Regions from separate parts of the Gossypium arboreum genome. Here region 1 is linked to region 2. Evidence: chromatin contacts called from public Hi-C data. All regions are on one chromosome and are shown on one strand. The core of a region is the stretch at or near the end of the contact, and the rest is flanking DNA. Distances in the headings are between cores, read along the strand shown.

Region 1 (2,982 bases), core at 260-2,759, 180 kb before region 2:
GAAATATTTTTTCCTAGAATAAAATCCCCTTGAGTTTCATTAACACACTCCCCCAAAATGGAACTCATGCGTTCCACCAATACTTTCGTAGTTACCTTGTAAATTATATTACGAAGACTTATAGGTCAGAATTGTGTGAGGTTTTTGGGTTTATCAACTTTAGGGATTAAGATAATGTGGGTTTTATTGATTTCCCCCATTTCAGTTTCTCCTTTCAAGATTGACAAACAGTACTTGGAGATTTCAAAGTCAACAATATGCCAGCATTTCTAATAAAAACTGCTGGAAATCCATCAATACCCGGAGCCTTTAAAGGTGCCATTGCCATGATAGCATGCTTAATATCAACCTCTAAAAAAGGACGAAGCAATTTCTCATTCATGCTATGTGAAATCTGCTTCTCTACCAAGCCCAACAGTCGCTCGTCATGACCAGAATTAGAAGCCGAAAACAAATTCTCAAAAAATCTCAAAGCAAGCCGAAGCATTCCCACATTCGATGAAACCCAATGACCATTTTCTTCTTCCAAGCCCATAATCCTACTTCGTTGAAAATGCTAAACCGTAATTTTATGAAAATAGTTGGTGTTTCTATCTCCATTTTGCAACCAATTGGCATGAGCCCGTTGCCCCCAGAAAATTTCTTCTTTGTCAATCTCCAAATTAATGCCAATTTGGGCCTCAATGATTTCGACAAGAACCTCATCAGAAGGATCCTGGTCATAAACTTCATGTAAACGCTCTTCAAAATCCCTATGAATTGTTTTTTGATCCCAACTCCTAGACCGACTCCACTGCTGAAAACGTTTCCCCAAAAGCATGAACTTATTTGGGACAGTTTCAGTTATATCTTCCCAACTCCTTTGTACCATAGCCTCAAAATCATGTTCTAGACACCATTTCACTTTAAAACGGAAACTTCTGTTCCTAGAACGCTGAAACTCACCACCCCGCCCACGTGTGTCCAACAGAATCGGGCAATGATCCAAAAATGAGTGACTCAAATGCTCCAAATGGTAACTAGGAAAAAGAGACATCCAATCTTGAGTCGCTATTCCCCTGTCCAGATGCTCCCGAATATTGGTAGCCAAAACACGACCGTGCTCCCATGTAAACCACCCACCAAAAAATCCCAAATCAATAAGCCCGCAGTCCTCCAACACTTCTCGAAAATCAACATTTGACGTTCTCAACGAAGTCGGCCACCCTGCTTTTCAAAAGAATGCATAATCTCATTGAAGTCCCCAACCACAATCCAAGGCAACATTTGGTCATTCCCCAACTGACAAAGTAACTCCCATGATATTGCTCTATTTCATTCATCTAGATTCCCATAAAACCCCATAAGACGCCAAACTTCACCGCAAGCATTATCATGAACCTCAACGTCAATATGAAAAGAAGAATAACTCTGAAGCCAAATCAAGGAATTTTGTTTCCAACCTAACGATAGACTACCTTTAGATCCCGACGCACCAACATTAATACCATTTGCAAATCCACACTTCATTCACACCAACTCCATCTTCTTTGAACTTAATTTTGTCTCTATAAGAAACAAAATCTGGGGATTAATGGCTCGTAATTTATTTTTGAGCCTACTAACAGTCTGCGGTCTCCCCAAGCCGTAGGCGTTCTAGCTTATGATTTTCATTACAGAGCCACCGCTAAAATCATTGAGTCTTCTTCAGCAACATCCCCTACGACATGAGTTGAATCCCCCACTAACCTTTGTCGTTTCTTTCCTTCCAAAGAAACTAAGGGATCATTTTCTTCGGTCAACACCCCATCCATGGGCCCACTATCATTTTCAACCCCAATTAATTCCATACTATTATTATTTCGCCAGGTATTCTTATCTACTTTAAAAGAAATATTCTGTCCAGATTTTAAAGAGATAATATTAGATTTATCCAATTGATTCCCCATCACCCTCCTTAAATTACACCCAGCATCAAGTTCTCTCCCTCGAATTTGGGTCGTGGGATTTCTTGCCAAAACTGCAGTATGGCATTCTAAACCGTCAGGTTCTCGAAGCCACCTACTCACCATAGGATTCCGCTGATGCCCCACCACTCGTAATGAAATGTCCCAACCAAAAATTATTTTTGATGGATCCAGGCTGGTACGAAAAGGACAAAAACTCTTTCTGTGTCCCAGTCTACCGCAAATAAAGCAAAAGAGGCTCAATTTTTCATACTGGAAACAAGCATAAACTGTACCTTCCTTATCGATTTGAATCTTCTTTTTCCTTTGCAATTGGAGAGACACATCCAACCTAACTCGAATACGCATAAATTTATTAATCCCTATAGTTGGAATAGAGGTGTCGTACTCAAGAAACTGTCCCAAAAACTCTCCAAACTGTATTGCATTGTTTCCGTCATCAACCTTAGTGGCAAGTCGTGTATTTGAACCCAAAATTCAGTTAACAATAAAGGAACAACAGCTGGATCTTCCCCCTGTTAGATTCTACGAAGAATAATCAGATGATTATTGAAAACCCATGGTGTCCCCGAAAGCACCCGATGAATGTCCACTTCATGAAAAAATTAGAAAAGAAACATTTTTTCCCCAAGATTCGAAATGAAAATTCCCTCAATCGGATGCCAAAGATAAACTATAGTATTGCGCAAGGAAGGGAAGTGGATGATACTATCAGTCAAGCATCACCCCACTAAACAAAATTGATAACTCCGATGCACTGACGAAATTTCCCCATGGAAAGCCTCCTCCACTTCGTCAAGAAGATTAAGATAGCTAAACCCTCTTCCATCACACAGAAAAAACCTAGAGAAAAAGCTCCAGTCCCAGACAAAACAGTAACACAAAATTGAAGACTCGGAAAAAGAGAAACTAAAACGAAAGATTCACCATGTCAAAAGACAGACTTTTTTAATTTAACCATGCAAATTTAATGCTTTGAACTCACAAAATTTTTAAGCATATACAACTATTTACATTATTTCATCACACATTTATT
Region 2 (2,891 bases), core at 280-2,779:
AAAAATACAAAATATGTACAAATTGCCAAGTTCAGGTGCCATTGTATATATGCCCTTAGAATGTTTTAAAGTTTAAAGATCAATTTAGAATGAAAGTATAATTTAATGATGTCTAATGCAATTAACTCTTCAACTTATGGGTAAACTACACTATTAGTCACTAAACTATGGGTAAATTTTCATTTTGGTCACTTAACTAAAGAAAGTTACAATTTGATCATTGAACTATTCGAAAGTTTTTATTTAAGTCACTAGATTATTTTTTTTTTCAAAAAAGTTTCGCCAGCGAGCTCCAAGCGACGATTCGATGATTGATATAGTGGATCAGTACCTATCGACGAGTAGCACATACCTTAGATCCAAGTTGATTTGATGGTCAATGTCAAAGATTAAAGAAAAAAAGTTATTTGAATTTTAGTTCGCAAATTGTGGCTTCCAAAATTGTTTCATAAAAAAAAAACAAATTGAACTATAAAAGAGAAGAGGAAAAAGAGCTTTCTATTGGTGCAGATAGTATGAACAAAAAAAAATCATATAACATTGATTTTAATAGTATAGTGATTTAAATGAAAACTTTTGAATAGTCCAGTGATCAAATTATAACCTTTTTTATTAAGTGACCAAAATAAAAACTTACCTATAATTTAATGATTAATAGCATAGTTTATTCTTTTCAAGTTATTAGTAACATATGAACAAGCAAGTGGATCTTGTTATTTGTCTCGTGAGCAGGTGGTATGGAAAATGGAAAAACAGTAAAATTAGTTAGTTGCTCACTGCGTGGGACGCTATGCGATGCGGTCCAGACAAACACCACACGACACAACCGCATATTATCTCAAGTTCGCACCGCCCACTAAATTAGCAAATAATCAAATAAAAATTTTCTTATTTTTACTTTTGTTTTCTTTTTTAATTTTAATTAGAAAAATACTCCACGATATTCTTTTTAAGACCAAAAAGAAAGATGACCCCACATCCTCACCCATTGGAGGCAGCTATCACGCATCGCCCTTTTACCTGTTCTTTTTCCTTTTAGGAAAATTAAAATTTCAAAATTTTTCACATTTTCAAAAAATTTAATTAATAAAATTTTAAAAATATTTGTTGTTTTTAATTTATATGTTTTGAAAATACAACACTTGGCTAAGAATCAAGTTATCAACATCTATACTTATCTTAAGCTTTTAATCCAATTGGTGTATGTACATACTCCGATAAAAAAAATACTAATGTATATAACTAAATTGAAAAATTATTAAAATATTTCTATTTAAAAATAAATTATATTATTATAAAAATATGTTTTTAGTAATAATTTTAATAATGTTTTAATTACGAGTTGATAATAAACCAAAATTTGAACCTAACATTATTATTGTATTTTGAACTTGGATGAAATATGATATTAACAAATAAATAAAAAATGAAAGAAATTGGACTTTATTGTGACATTGACACCCACCTGGCGATCCATGAGAGCTGACAAGGCTCCAAAGTCCAAAGGGATCTTCCACGCGCCAACACTACGGCTCCACCCGTCCCCCCTTCATTCTCTCTCTTTCTTTTATTTTAAATTTTTATTTCTCTTCTTTTTCCATTTTTATATCCCAAAAAAGCCGCCACGAATGCTTAACGCTTCTCCAGTTTTTCTACACGGAAATCTAAAGTACCCCTACATATCTGATCCCGCGATTCTCTGATTTAGCATTTCCTTTCCTTTTCTATTCTTTTTTTTTTTAAATATAAATAAGAGATCTTTAGAGTATAGGAGGCTTTTTCTTCCAAGTTCTTTTGCATTTATTTATTTTTCTTTCTCTTTTGTTGATCGCATGAATTTGGGAAAGGACATTATTGGAGTGGAAATTTGAATTTTGATTAGTCAACATGGTTACTGGAAACTTATTTCATTCTAAAAAGAATTCATGGCCGCCTGAAGAATATGTCAGCCGTAATACTTTACAATTGGTCAGTTTTTTGTTTTGCCTCTTTTTTTTTCCTTAATATTAACGGGAATAACTTTGTTGATTATGGCGTTCTTTTTTTATAAGTTGATTTCGTTCTGTTTGGTTCCTGAGAAAATGTGTAAAAGCGGAGGAAAAAAAATAGTATTAGTCTAAAAGTTAAGAGGAGCAAGGTTGTTTTTCCACAGAATTAGTTCTATCCTAAAGTAATAAGGTTTCAAATTCATTTTGTAGGAAATTTGAACTATTTATTTTGTATATTTTCTGCCTCTTATTTAATTAAATCATTGCGCGTGATTTTGTAGATAGCATATAAGGCATGCCTTAGGAACTATTTAATTAATTTTTTACTTAAATATTTGGAAATGATCCTTTTTCTTTGTATTTACCATTACTGAGAGCTTGCCTGCGAGCTTGCGTCTCGTCAAAATTCAGGAAAAAAAAAAAAAGGATCGCTGGCCTGATACGATTCATGCCATACATACGATTAGTTGATTTTTGCGGCTGGTGTCTGGTCAAAAACCTGTAAATTGTTTGAAGTAAGAAAAAACGTTTTGAACTTGATGCCACTTAGAATCATTTCAGTATTCGTTTCAACTGTAGGGAAGAGATTGATAGTGATTCGTCTCAAATTAATGGAGTTGGGTCTTCATGATATTATTTCATATCTGATAATCTTAAATCAGCAATATGACAATATTCCGTCTGCATACATATGACTGAATAAAAGGACTAAAAGTGACATTTTGATTTAATTTTGGGTTTCACTGCCACATTTCTTTTATATGAGAACTATTCTATTTGACATGATAATCGTGGTTTCTTTTTTTCAGATTAATTTAAGCTTTCTTCTGTACTGATTTTAGTGATTTTTTGGTTTGGTTCTCTATAGTTTAATTTTGATAGTGCTGCCCCACCAAAACAAGC

What was found. A called contact is a pair of places that touch in the nucleus more often than the background predicts.
Region 1: a Hi-C map of leaf shows a contact between it and region 2, with 4 times the contacts expected there. The contact joins the promoter of LOC108462490 here to the promoter of LOC108464583 in region 2. A contact is called at or near these places in 3 of 5 Hi-C or Micro-C datasets (all in leaf).

Annotation. Positions count from the first base shown.
Region 1 is chr10:53,472,374-53,475,355 of ASM2569848v2, reverse strand. It overlaps LOC108462490, which reads right to left and starts at 1,509. Exons shown (of 2, transcript XM_017762431.1): 1 at 1,458-1,509; 2 at 557-1,206. The coding sequence starts at 1,509. The coding sequence ends at 557.
Region 2 is chr10:53,290,825-53,293,715 of ASM2569848v2, reverse strand. It overlaps LOC108464583, which reads left to right and starts at 1,529. Exons shown (of 18, transcript XM_017764948.2): 1 at 1,529-1,968; 2 at 2,857-2,891. The coding sequence starts at 1,888.